2 separate regions of the Dromaius novaehollandiae genome follow, and region 1 is linked to region 2. A link is a contact called in public Hi-C data. All regions are on one chromosome and are shown on one strand. The core of a region is the stretch at or near the end of the contact, and the rest is flanking DNA. Distances in the headings are between cores, read along the strand shown. Region 1 holds the start of AMPD3 (adenosine monophosphate deaminase 3). Region 2 has its middle 8.8 kb from the start of CTR9.

What was found. Hi-C and Micro-C count contacts between places; a contact is called where the count stands out from the background.
Region 1: a contact with region 2 is called in a Hi-C map of liver, with 4 times the contacts expected there. The contact joins the promoter of AMPD3 here to the enhancer-like site in region 2. A contact is called at or near these places in 2 of 4 Hi-C or Micro-C datasets (brain and liver).

Annotation. Positions count from the first base shown.
Region 1 is chr5:61,137,455-61,144,118 of bDroNov1.hap1, reverse strand. It overlaps AMPD3 (adenosine monophosphate deaminase 3), which reads left to right and starts at 1,922. Exons shown (of 15, transcript XM_064513015.1): 1 at 1,922-2,112; 2 at 4,845-5,070. The coding sequence starts at 4,850. It overlaps LOC135328513 (a long non-coding RNA gene), which reads right to left and starts at 1,785. Exons shown (of 3, transcript XR_010389486.1): 1 at 1,619-1,785; 2 at 538-613.
Region 2 is chr5:60,958,650-60,965,339 of bDroNov1.hap1, reverse strand. No RefSeq gene overlaps it. Among named protein-coding and RNA genes, the nearest start is that of CTR9, 8.8 kb to the right of the region's middle. Within about 2 kb of position 1,454, at least 2 of the 2 cell types and tissues checked have open chromatin away from gene starts, as enhancers often do.

The sequences.
Region 1 (6,664 bases), core at 673-3,172, 180 kb before region 2:
TCTCCCTTCCACGTGAATCCTCAGGTGTTTAGACTGCAGCCTTTTTTTCACTTGGGGCATACAGAGCTTCCTGTTTCCATGAAAGAAAATTGTAGAAGCTCAGTTATCTTTGAGACTCTTACCCTTTTGTCATGGTTGGTGGAAAGCCAGCAAAAGCATGAGGGGGAGCTATCACAAGCTCTTGTGGCCAGAGGTTAGAACCCAGACGAATGAAGTGTGGAGGCAAGACCCATTCGCCAAGCTGAGACCAAGACTCCAAGAAGCCACGGGACTCCCGAGTCCAACACGCAGGGCACAGTTACGATTAGAGGGCCGGCAAAGAACCCATGCTGTAAGGCAAGCTCTGGGATGGGAAGCCAGCAAGTCTGGGCAAGTTCAGGGAGGCGACTGGGAGAAGGACTAGGGGAACGCGAGAAAAGAAGCAGGACAAACATGTCAGCAATCAATGAGGGTACTGAATGTCCAGGAACAACAGGTGTCCTTTCCTCATATATCATGTGGGCAGGGCAAACATGAGTCAGACTTACAGACACTTACAGTATGTAGTTTCCTGGGTGGCAGATGGTTTGTCTGGGTGTAGCCTGACAGCAGCTGATGAAGGCATGCAGAGTTACTGTGGGAGAAACACACATACACGGCCTTTTATTCCAAACTAAGAGAAGAACAAAAGCCTACTTTTTTAGTATCATTACTTTAAAGTCAGTCTTATGATTCTATATGGCTGATTCATGTTCAAATGCTTGGTGTTGGCAGGTCTATGTCTTATACAATAGCTGTGTCCCTAATTCTTAGCTTTTTTTCTTATTCTTTCATGAGTCCCGTAGTACATTAAGGTGTCCATCTGATATTAGTCAAAACAGCTGGTCTTCTTCCCAGCTCAGACTTTGTACAGTTATCTAATTTCTTTTTATTTCCATTTCTTCACCAACTGTGTGATGCAAAGGAATTCCTGAGTCTGAAAAAAACTTGAGATTTATGAAGGGAGCATTTCTTCATTTACAAAGTTGCGAGTACATATAGGGGACTGCCCTGGCCACAGGAATATCCAATCCCTCTGATGTTTTCGGAGATACATTTTTACTCTCTTTGTCGTTTTACACAAGGGCCCTGGTTCTTCAGTTGCTACATTCCCAGTGCTTCCCTGTACCCTAAACATCCTTTTGTGTTTAAATGCCTTAGGATTAAATGCCTTGGATCTTTGGATTAGACTCCAGGTATTGTGACCCAAACATACCATAAAGATCCCTAAACCTTTCAGATTCAGGGCCTGAAATCTCTCAAGCTAAGGTCAAATTATTGTACATGTTAAGGACCTCATTCCTGCTGAGTCATGCTTGTTTTGACCTTCAGCGTTGTCCTTTAGAAGTAATTTCTTTGTCCTAGCGAAGAAGTTTGCCTCAGACATGGGACCATCTAGAACACACAGTAAACGTGGGTGTTCGTATATCCTGGAATTGTGTTAGATTCTTAGCAGTTATTTGCATTGGGATCTTTACTTGGTAAGTTTATTTTTATGATTGCTTTTTGACCTGCGCCAGCACCTGAATCCAGTCTTTATGCTGAAGGACAAACATGGCTGAAACTACTTTCGATAGGGATACGTTGTCAGCACACTTACTTATCAGGTGTCACCTTTGCATCGACCTGAAGGCGTTTTGGTCTCGAGCGAAAGTTTTCTGTATTAAAGCGCTTCCTGAGGAGGAGCTTTCAAACAAGCGCTTGCGAAGGTGGCCCACACCGGGCTGCCGCGGCGGCCGTGGGCCGGGGCGGGCGGCCCGCCCAGGTTAGCGCCCTCCCACGCCTGCGAGGAGCCATGTGACAGCGGGACTTTTGTCTTGAAGCCTCCGGAGGGAAGCGGGCTGCCGCGGCGCGGGGGAAGGCGGTTTCGCCCGGATCCTCCCGGCTCCCACACAGGCGGCAGAGCCGCGCCCCCCCCGCCGCGGCGGGAGGCGCCGCGCCTCGCCTCGCCCCGGCCCGCTCCCGTGGCCGCAGGTACAGCCGCGGGGACGAGGTGCCGCCGGGCAGTGCCTGAAACCGGGGCCGCCTCCCTCGTCTCGGGAGCAACAAGCCCAACCCTCCCCGCTCGGCCCCGGGCGGGGGCTCCTGACTGAGGTACGCACGGGGCGCGCGCCCCCCTCCCCCCCGGGCGACCGTTAACGGCTCCTCGCGCCACAGCGCGCCGCGCGCCAACCGCCGCTGGGCTCGCGGCCGCGCCCGCAGGCGGCGCGGGGCGGGGCGGGGCGGCGGCGCCGCCGGGGCCGGGGCCGGGGCTGGGGCGGGGGGCGCCCAGCTCCCTGGCAGCCGCCCCCTCCCCGCGGCGCCCGCCCTCCTTCCGCCGCGGCCGCGGGCCGGGATGCTGCCGCCCAGCCGGCAGCTGGCCGCCCGGCCGGGGGCCATAAAGGGCCGGGGCCAGGGCGGCGGGCGGCACTGCGGCGGCCCGCGGGCGGATGCGGCAGCGGGGAGCGGCTCCTCCCTCTTGCCGGCTGCCGCGGGCGGCCCCGCAGCCGCAGCATGGCTCTCCCCGCGGCGCTGGGTAAGTGCCGGGCCGGGGGGAGCGCGGCGGCGGGCAGGCGAGGGGGCCGTGACCTTGGCGGCCGCCGCGGGGCTGCCGCGCCCGCCCGGCTCTGCGCGCCCGCCCGGGACGGCACCGAGAGCCCGCGGGGCGGCGGCGCTTTTCAGCGGCGTGTGCTCATTAAATATTCAAGCCCGTTAGGTTCCTGATCGATAACTGCTTCTGAGATGATCGTCCCACCATTTTTCCTGCAGCGTGTTTAAAGAGCGATAGCACCCTTTCCTTCTGCCAAGGGTGAAGGACCAAGGAGCCTTTCTCTGAGAGAGAGATTTAGGAAAAGGCTGGATTTGCTGTATGGTATTAAAACCCCGCTTCCCATCTCTAGTCACTCTCATCCTGGAGGGAGTAAAGGACCACACTTTCTATAGGGGGATAAGATCCTCATCCCTTTCCCATGTGGGATGGTACAGCTTGCATGAGTATTACATGGAGTGTCTCACAACCACTTTAGGTTTATTAAACCTAAATTGAACCTGGGAAAGTGCTCAGCCAATGATAAGCTCAACCTGACTCTCAGTCAGCCGGTACTGAAAAAAATTTCATTGCTGATTTAGCAGTAGAAGAAACATTATTATCCACATCTTACTCAGATTGCAAGCACTCTTAATGTAGTTGAATTACTAACTCTAAAAGCTGTTTTGCCACCAGCTAAAGAGGCCAAAGAGGTCCTTGTGGCTGGCAGCTCTACGTGTGTCAGTTAGTGTTGCTGACAACTGTTCATTGAGGTCAGTGGAAAGACTCCCATGACTTCATTGAGCTTTGAAATTGAGAAACTGACTCTAAGTTTGCATGCTTCTAAGGCATCAGAGTGCATTGTCATTGAGTCATTCAGGTAAGCATGTATGTATCTGTATATGTTTGTTGTGTGGTTATACTTCATTTTATGAAGAATTAATATTAATTGCAAAACAAATACTCTGCAAGCAGAAGAACTGCATGGGGTCAGATCCACGGTTCATTGAAGTCAGTGGAATTTTTCTACTGGGCTTTGGGTTGGTCACAAAATAAGAACACAAAATAATGTAGGTGATAGCTAAGTTGCCATATTTCTCTCATCACTTTTTAATAGTATAGTTGTGTTTAGAATAAAAGCAGAAGTGTTCTTAAAGCAACTGTGAAAACAGGTGGACATTAATTAGAATCTTTTAGGCTGAAATCAACAGGATCACATATCAAAAGGATCGCATATCAACATGTGAAACTTGCAGCATGCCCACAGAGATACTGTGATGGGGCACTGGTAAGCTATGCCTTAAGAGTGGTTAAAAGCTGTCATGACCCATGCTGATTTTCAGCATACATCAAGTTATTTAAAGATATACCATCTTACCAAATATGTTTGTATTTTTTGAAACTAAAAAGGATTCTGAAATGCTGGTTTTAGACCCAAACATCTCCACATTCTGGCAATGTTTGGATCCATTTGTTGTGACATGTTCAGCTCTATTTTTAACTTATGTTAATAAGAATTGAATCTTATTTGTTACACACACCGTCATACTGAAGGCATTTAAGAGGGCTTTATAGTACATAATAAATAATGCTGAGAAGTAATTTGCACGCACTGTATCTCTTTCCCCTCCAGAATGCTACCATATATACGTGTCAAGTTTCAGATTTTAGATTGCGTGTGAGAATGGGATTTGAATAAAGCAATGAAACTATCAAAGAAGCACTAATGATGATATTTTCAGTAGTGCTGCTATAATAAAATGGAAATATTTTGTGATGAATGGCTACTTAAATAGAAATTTAAAATATAAAACAAAAAACCCAAACATTAAACCCTTGCCTTCGTTATGTTCTCCAAAGCCATCCAGAAGACCATCTTCTACTTATGTTTGAACACCTGCCACTTTTTCAAGCCAGCTGAGAATTATTCAACAGTGGAAGCCTCATCTGTTAGGTCTACCTTTTATTCATTGTTACCACAGGATGATCCATTTATTTCTTAACTTTTAGGTGTTTTATACTTCCAACTGAACTGGAACCTTAGAAACCATATTTCTGTTAGGAGGAAAAAAACCAAATTGTAAATGAGCATACTAAGAAGTTCCTAATTTGCAAATTAGCATGACTAAGTAAAGATGCTCAGTAGGTTCACTTGATTTTTGCATACTTCATGCTACTTGACATTGTGTGTAGCTATTCTATTTATTCTGCTCTTGCTGTATGCTCTTAATATCAATAGGAGTACTGTGAAAAAAAAAAGTCTCTTATGTATCTTTATTCTACTTGCAGTTCTAATTTTGTCAACTGTCTTCCTTATCAGCCGAGATGCCCCGACAGTTTCCAAAGCTGAACATCTCTGAGGTTGATGAACAGGTGCGACTTCTAGCGGAGAAGGTATTTGCTAAAGTCCTCCGAGAAGAAGACAGCAAAGATGCCTTGTCGCTATTCACCGTTCCTGAAGACTGCCCTATCGGGCAGAAAGAGGCTAAGGAAAGGGAACTGCAGAAGGAATTGGCAGAACAGCAGTCTGTAGAAACAGCCAAAAGGTTTGTTCAGTAGTTGCTTTCTTAATGGAAAATAATTTTTAAATGAGTTTGAGTTATTATTGAAATATCTGGCAAATAAATTCTACCTGTCGATATTACTTCAGGAGAAAAGTCAACAGCGGGTACCAACGGCACCTACCTCTGTGACATCCTTTCATGCTATGCAGATGGCCTGGGGATGGGCCCTAGGGAGCTTGCACTGGTGAGGTCGTCTCCTCAGCTGTGTTTACAGCAATAGCACAGATATTGCTCATGGAAGTTTAACAAACAGCATAGCTGGGTAGAAGTGAACGGACCTCTAAAATTTTTTTGATGTAAAGAGTCAAGAAAAACGAAGAGGGAAATTTTTATTTCCTTGAATATACTAGTTTCACTCAGAGAAATGGAGAATTTTCACACACAGGAAAATGACAGCAGTATGATACCTCTTTTAGTCTCTGTAAAAATAGATGAAAGCAAAGGCTTGACATTTAACACTACGGGAGAAACTGAAAAGTGGTATTGGCATAATGAGGTTATTCATAGGTTTCCTTAACTCACAGAGATAAAATCTAACCACCATTATTTAACCATAAAACTCATTTTCCTAGGTCAAAATACAGCCTGCCTTTGATTTACCATGAATCAAATCAAGACAAACTTGATTTGGTCTATGATTTTCTTCTGTGAGGGAGGTAGCGTTGCCCTGATTCAAGGCTATCCCAGTATGTTCACCTCAGTGGACAGCCTAGGCTACTTCCTAGAGCCACGTGAGCTCAGCAGCAGTCTGCCTCTAATGATCTGGATGTGTGCAGACTCATCAAAAAGCAGGAAAACTAGAAAGCTTTTGAAATGGTTTGGAGCTGAATGGATGTGCCCTTTTAGCTCCAGAGTATCAACTGGGCAGCGCCTGGCATCATGTTTGTGGAAGAGAGGGAGAAGAGTTAATTTAATTCAATTCAACTAAGCTATAACACACTGGTGATACAGGCTGAGATTTTTGGTTTTGATTTGTGCAAGTGGGTTTCCCAGCTGGCATGTTCGTAGAACTAAAGAAGCACAGAAGGAAAAGTTAGATATTATCATTCAGACAACTGCCTGATAGGTCTTTCCTCCTGAAACATGAAAAGTTTCATTTTTAATGTAGGAAACTGCCTTATAAAAATATCTTCCATCAAATTGTGTTTTTGTACCTAAAGTATAGCACAAGTTTATCTGTGGAAGTGGGATGTTATATGTATGTTGTATACCTCTGGACACAAAACACAGATTCATCCTTATCCTACAGCACTGAAGTGTACCGAGAGGCCAGTTGCATGAGTACAGCTTCAGTTGCCTTCAGTTGTATTTGATCCAACACTGTGTTTCAGGAGTTTCATTACTGATTTCAAAGGTGGCTACAAGTACTTAAGAAGGGATGGAATTTGGTCATAGAGTATTATTCATACCCTCACTGCATGTTCTTATTAGTCAGAATGTCACAGAAATAATACACAACCTCCAGAGAGTATTCTAGCATTCCTTTGTTAATGGCTCTTAGGAACACTTTAAGGTTTTGGTGTCTAGTTTATAAAATGAGGAAATGGAATATGTTCACAGTACATAAGAAAATGAT
Region 2 (6,690 bases), core at 205-2,704:
TGTGCAGCTCCAGGAACAGAAGGTAGTGGGGAAAAACAGTGCAGATATACAAGCTGGGCCCACGCAAGCTGTGCAGGCCTTGAAGCAGCATAGCTACATTTATAAAACATCATATAAACCCTGCCAAAGTTCTGATCACAGCCAAAAGACACACCATACCCAAGGTATGCTGGGTGCTGATAGCAGAGCAGTACTGGCCTAGTCTGCATTCACCCAAGGCCCCAGCAGCACTTTCCAGTTTTTACTGAATTCCACACGAAATCGTATTTTCTGTTGTGGGAATGTATACACAGCAACGCTCAGAATGAATGTGGCTCATGTGGCCCATTTGCCTGAGCTAGTTTAAACTAATTTGTTTGGATCACTGCCAGCAATCTAAACCGCGGATTTGACTAAACTCCGCTGCGTATGCTAAAGAAGTAGTTAGGCATCTAAGAAGATCTGTTTTTCAAAAGCTCCATCACAAAAACAGCATTTATGCCTGACATGAACTACATGTTTATTTCTCAGCACCCTACAAATGAACGCTGCCTTGCTATTCTGATTTATTTACCAAATTTAAAAATGAAAATTCAAAACTGCTAGATGACATTTATCACTTTAAGTAACAAAAACCAAGCATATTGTTGGGCCTCTCAATTCAGCAAAGCTTATGTTAAAAAAAATAACACATGCGTAATGTAGTGAGTATTACAAAGCCAGAGGATTCATCTCTTAACCCCAGTATAAGTTAATTCCTCATAATAAAGAGGTTATTAATCTCATAAGAATTTTGAAATCGGATTACAGACCAACAGGTACTCAATACCAGTGTGAAAACACCCAGAAGAGTTCATTCTTTGCTTATAAAAGGTAATCTAGTTTTCACCTCTTGAAACCTTTCCTACAGCAGGCTGAAAAGCATTGCAAACAGTATTATTCTGTTAAAGTGGGGCCTCTCTAGTCTACAATAACTATTACCCATTCCTCCCAACCCAAAAATTAACTTTAGCACAGCAGATAACCTAATACTTTGGTAAATCCCCTACAAGTCACAGGAATAGGAGATCCTCTGTGATTAAACACACCACCTCTCCCAGGGTTATTAAAAACAATGTTTACGTTCTGGCTCATTTGCAGTCTTACACAGGCTTCCATACTAGCTTAGCTGATCCTAACTCCAAACCCTCTTAAAAATCCCTTAATATGATACTTCCAATTAACAAAGCAAGCTACATAGTGTTTCTTCCCAGTAATCTATCCATTCACCCCAAGTTCTAGCATTCTATGAAGAATATATATCAGAAGTTCTAACTTAATATTATTTCCATATGGAAGTAATGTTTTCACATATAGCCAACACTGCAATTCTTTATTGCTAATATGGAACTAATTATGTTAGTACCATTCTGCTTCACAGGTCCCCGTTCAGCTGTGCTGTATGCAGCCAGCTGTTCCAGTGCACACTCATTAACAGCAGCAGTCACAACAGGACAGACCCTATCCTCAGTTCTGACAGATCTGCAGCTATGACTCACCAACTACAGTGAGATCAGGAACATTCACACAGTATCCTACACCAGCAGCTCCCAAACTATGGTGCAGATCATTCAGGCAACATTCAGCAGTCTGCTGGGGTACATGTAATTGTATCATCTTTAAAACCTATTTAAATTTAAAAATTTGATAGTACATGCTTGGTAGCTCACAACAGATTCGGCAGTTTGATGATGGTTCCTGACCCAAAATTTGGGAAGACCAAGGCGAGACTTGAGAATTTTAGCTGAACAGCTTTCAAACCTGATCAGTTCTGTTAAAAGAGGAACCAGTGTTTTTGAGATGCCAAGCAATCTCCTTATGAGCATGTTCCAGTTTCCTCAGTAGGGGTATGCAAAGAAACATTAGTGTTACTCTTAAGAGTGACATAATTTTCTTATTATTCACTTTTCTAGAGCCAAGAGAAGTGTGTGTGTGTGCTGGGGGGAACAAGCTCCCCTTCCAATACACACTGTAACTCTTCGTTTGTCAGAAAAAGACATAAAACTAGACATTGCTATGAGATGCAAGAGCATTGCTTCTCAGACTGAAGGTATTAGCAAAACATTTGTCTTTAAGTCTAAATGAACTAACAATCTGTATAATTGTTTAAATAAATGTCAGAAATCTCTATGTGACATGACTATCAGTAAACTCCCTAGCATAGCATTACATTTGGTATTTTATAATAGGCAGTTGTTCCACAGCTCAGATGCCTGCACTTTTGTCTCAAGTATACTCCTGAAAAAGCACTGCAGAACTGCATAAGCTGAAGAAAAATGCTGCATCCTACAAAATTCAATAGTCTACCAAATTGTCCTTAATAAAACTTAGCGATTTGGAGAAACATCAAATTTTAATGATTATGTTCACAAATTCAATACATCTTGAAAAACATTCTTAATGGGAAAGCAATATTCATTTTTTTTTAAATTCTCATTGTTGCTGTCTATTTGAAGTCTCCAACAAGGGATCAGAAAAATCACTATATTGAATAGGAAACAGAAGATCATTCTATTCTATAGAACCCATATTAAAAAATCCACAATGGCAAAACATTATTTCAATAGAAATTGCATAGATATAACCATGCTGATCAATCCTGCCTTGCAGAAGTAACAGACAAGATACATGTAGGAAAGCACCTGAAAAAAATTAGTCTCATTATTAAAGTTCACAAGAACACAAAATAGAGCTTGTTAAAAATATATATATATATATATTCTGACTTTGTAAACAAAAATGTCTAAATAATTTTCCTATTATTAATCAGTTAAAATAACTATGAACCTACACTTCAGCATAGGGCATTCTTTCTATCCAGTTTCACAACTGGATGTAACAGTGGTTTGGAGGGGAAATTAACGTGATCCCAAGCTGTTATAGAATAACTGAAAATTCAGAAACATTACCATGCTAGTTGGATCTAACTTCGAATTTGGCCCTCTCTGAGCAGGGGGTCAGAACAAGTGACCTCCAGAGATCCCTTTCATCCTAAATTATTCTGCAGCTTTAAAAAGGAAAACTGAAAACATATGCCAACTTTTTTTTTGAAGTACTTCCTATTTATACCTCAATACTGCCCTCTGCTGATATTCACACTGCTTGACTACTGGCACAGAAAAATTGTGAGGCTGCACACTCTTCCTGCAAATGAAGGAAAATTAACTTTAACTGAAAAATGTTCTTGTTCTCTTATGTTCTCATCAGTATATTAGGCTGAATCTCTAGGTTTATGGCAAAGGACAAGATAAGTTTGGAGAGAGTACATATTTGGGCTCAAAGTAGGTCTCTTCTACCTCATGCGGTAAGAGCTTAGGAAACTTTAGCAGAGCCTTTGAAGCTCTGGAACAACCCTATCTAGAGTCTATAAAAGCTCCAAAGAGAAATCTCAGCCTTCCTTGCTATAATAACAGGTCCATGCAGGTCACAGAGGAGATTAAAAAGGATAAGATGGAATCTCCCAAACCTGGAAAATCAGAGTAATCGAAAGAATTGAGTAGCCATGCATCTCCAGCTGCCTCAACTATAGTTCTACATGTACAAAACTGTGATAGTGACAGAAAAAAAATTTTGGTAAACTTACAATCTTTATGAAAGAAAGGATTTTTGTGCAATTTATTCTCAGTAACCCTTGGCAGGTTCTGCATAGCAGGGCAATAACAAAAGTGCTTTTAAGACACAGTTAAGATGTATTTGAAAAAACAGGAAGCCAGCTTCTCCAAATGATTCATTTGTCAGGATCATGACTGGCTATTTTGGAAGTTTCTCAGTTGTATGAGACTTGAGCTTTATTACATCCGTTATAAAACTTTGCAGAGGGAAATCAAAGACTTCCATTCAAATTTTTAGGTCTACTTAATCATTTTGCTTAAAAGTTTCTTTTCTCCAGTGCTTACCAGTGACCAATCCTTGAAATGTTTTGCAGAAGATTGCAGACACATTGTTGCTAAATTTGTGCTCCAGTTTGCTTTTCTTTCCCTCTCTTCTGTATACCTACACTATCTCCATGGCCATTAAAAGACCATACTAAACTGAATCATAAAAATATTGTATTACAAGTCACCATGACTGACCTTTCTTGAAGGACAATAAAAGTTTGGGTTTTTTTTTTGTTAAGATTAACATATATTAGAAGAAATGTTTGCAGAAGTTGACATTATCATTTACATGTACGTAAATTCAAAGGATTCAGGATTTTCAGCACTCCAGTTATAGTGTTTAAAATCCTTTAATGACGCATCATCGGTTTACAAAGGACCAGACAGACTGCTCCATCTACATGCCCACAGTGTGAAGTACAGATGACCTTAGAGAAAGACAGTAAGACAGGTTTTCTATGTACTCATGAATAGGACACAACGGAATTAAGTTTCAGCAAGGGAATTTCAGGTAAACTTTCAGGAAATCCTTAACAGCAAAGAAAGTTAATTTCATCATTACAGATTTTAAGACAAATTAAGCAAACACCCAAATACAAGAATGATACTCCATATATGTAGGCTTTGCACCAAGTGGCACAGATAAGTGAAGAAAGAAGTCTTTAAGATTACACTAGAAAATGCAACAGCCCTTGCTACTGTTAAAAAAGCACTCTCCTTTAATATTAAAAAAATATACCTGTCTTCCAGAAAATGAGAATCTAGGAGGCACACCTGGTCTTTCAGACTTGAGTCACGCAGCTGTCAAATGTACCGTATCTACCAATTTTGCCTACATGAGAAGTCTAGTTCAGTACTAAAGTTGTGTTATATTTGATTGACAGAAACCATATATGTTTGAGAATATTTAAACTAATTAAAAGTGTTTCTCTTACAAGTTCTGTTTCCAGCACACTATGAATGCCCACATATGCCTTGACATTGCAAAGCAATCTGCCAAGATGCAAACAGAAGCCATCTCACACCCAGCAAGATAATGATCAGAAATAATATCTAGTGAAAGTGGCATATTCCTTAATTTAAATGATCTGATCTGTAGGCATTCATAGTCACTTGACTGATAAAAATAAACTTTTACTCATCCTTACAGAGGCAACATAGTTCTGGGAGTTTCTTTCCTGGCTCCTGAATCAACAGAATTCTTGACCAAGTTCCAGCAGCAGCTCTATTAATGGTGATGATGTGCAAGCGGGAAAGAACAGAGCTTGACTTTACATCCCAGGCTGAGCTTGCAGATAGAAACACATACTTTTATTTATAAACATACTGCATCATGGAGGGCAACTCCAGTGGCAGAGGACTTTGGGACAGTAGTGCCCTTTGGCAAGAAAAATCACATCTCAACTTCAGGCAGAACTCCATACGCAGCATTCAGAGAGGCCAGTTTCACTCTTGACACCAGTCAGGTCTTACTCATTTTGGGAATGATAGATACTGTCCTATTAATATTCAAAACAAGAATTTTCTGGCAGTTTGCAATATAGTCTTTCTACTCTGGTAGCTTGCTACTCTTGTGAGCTGTAGCCTAGACTCCTTTAAAAACACACATTGTGATCATTAAGTCCAGTATCTGTATTATGACCCTCATGTATCAGAACAGGCTAATTTAAAAGCACGTCTTGAAAAGAGGGTAAGTAATGCCTGACATCATACAACCATGCGTTATTTTCCCAAACAAAACTGTTTACCCCCCTGCCCCCCAATGCTGTGACCTACCTATGGGAAGTTGTAGTTCATTGTACTTGTTTTAAGTTACTATTAAATAGATACTCATTGCTGCTTACACGGCAGTGTTATCCACTTGCCATATAGCATTAGAATTTGAGCAAGAAAGCATCCTCAGAACAACATATGGAAATAAGTTCTAAATTTTCTAGCAAGCTAGTGCTAAATACTCCCTTACATCTTAAAATAAGCTTGCTTCTGGCAGATAACAGGTATTGGTTACCTTCCAATCTGAGGCCTTATTTCAAAAAGATTGTTATACACATGCCTAGTTGAGATACAAATCAATGGCTCTACTTGCATGCATCAAGTTAATTGTAAACTTAAGCTACATGTTGATAGGAGGTATGAAAACAGTCTTCAAGGATGGCATCTATCCACATTACTTCTCAAATAACTGAACAAAATGTTCCTGGCCTTCTGAAAAAAGTGTAGAAATAAACACATGAAGTGCAGAAAGAAATACAGAATTGAGATTTCTTGAAGTGAATAGTTCAGTGCTAGCCACACATTGTGCTGTTACACTGGAGCTTTAAAGTAATTTGACTCTGATTTCTCATCCATAATGTAAAATGATAATGGAAAGCTTTTGTTTTGTTTTTTCAATTAATACGCATATTGGGACATTATCTATAATCATTGGCATCAACTTCAAGTCCACCTTTTCCTTTTGGGATGAATTACATTACAGAAAATACACCTACTGCACAGCTAGCAATTAATTCCGGTAGAATAATAGTTTCCATCCTGAGACAGGAGAAAACAAGAAAAAACTTCAAAACCTTAACTATTATTTTTGCCCATGGCCTATAATTATTAGTGTGTCCAGCAAGAATTAACGGCTTCAACTCAAAAACCGAGCAAGAGATGTTAACAAAACATGTTACAAAGCAAGGGGAAAAAGGTTATATGAAAATAATAAAATGCAAGTACAGAAAGTAGACCTTAATAAAATCTCCGTATCTTTGACAATTAATTCTGTGATTTGAACTAACCAGTATTCAATCTG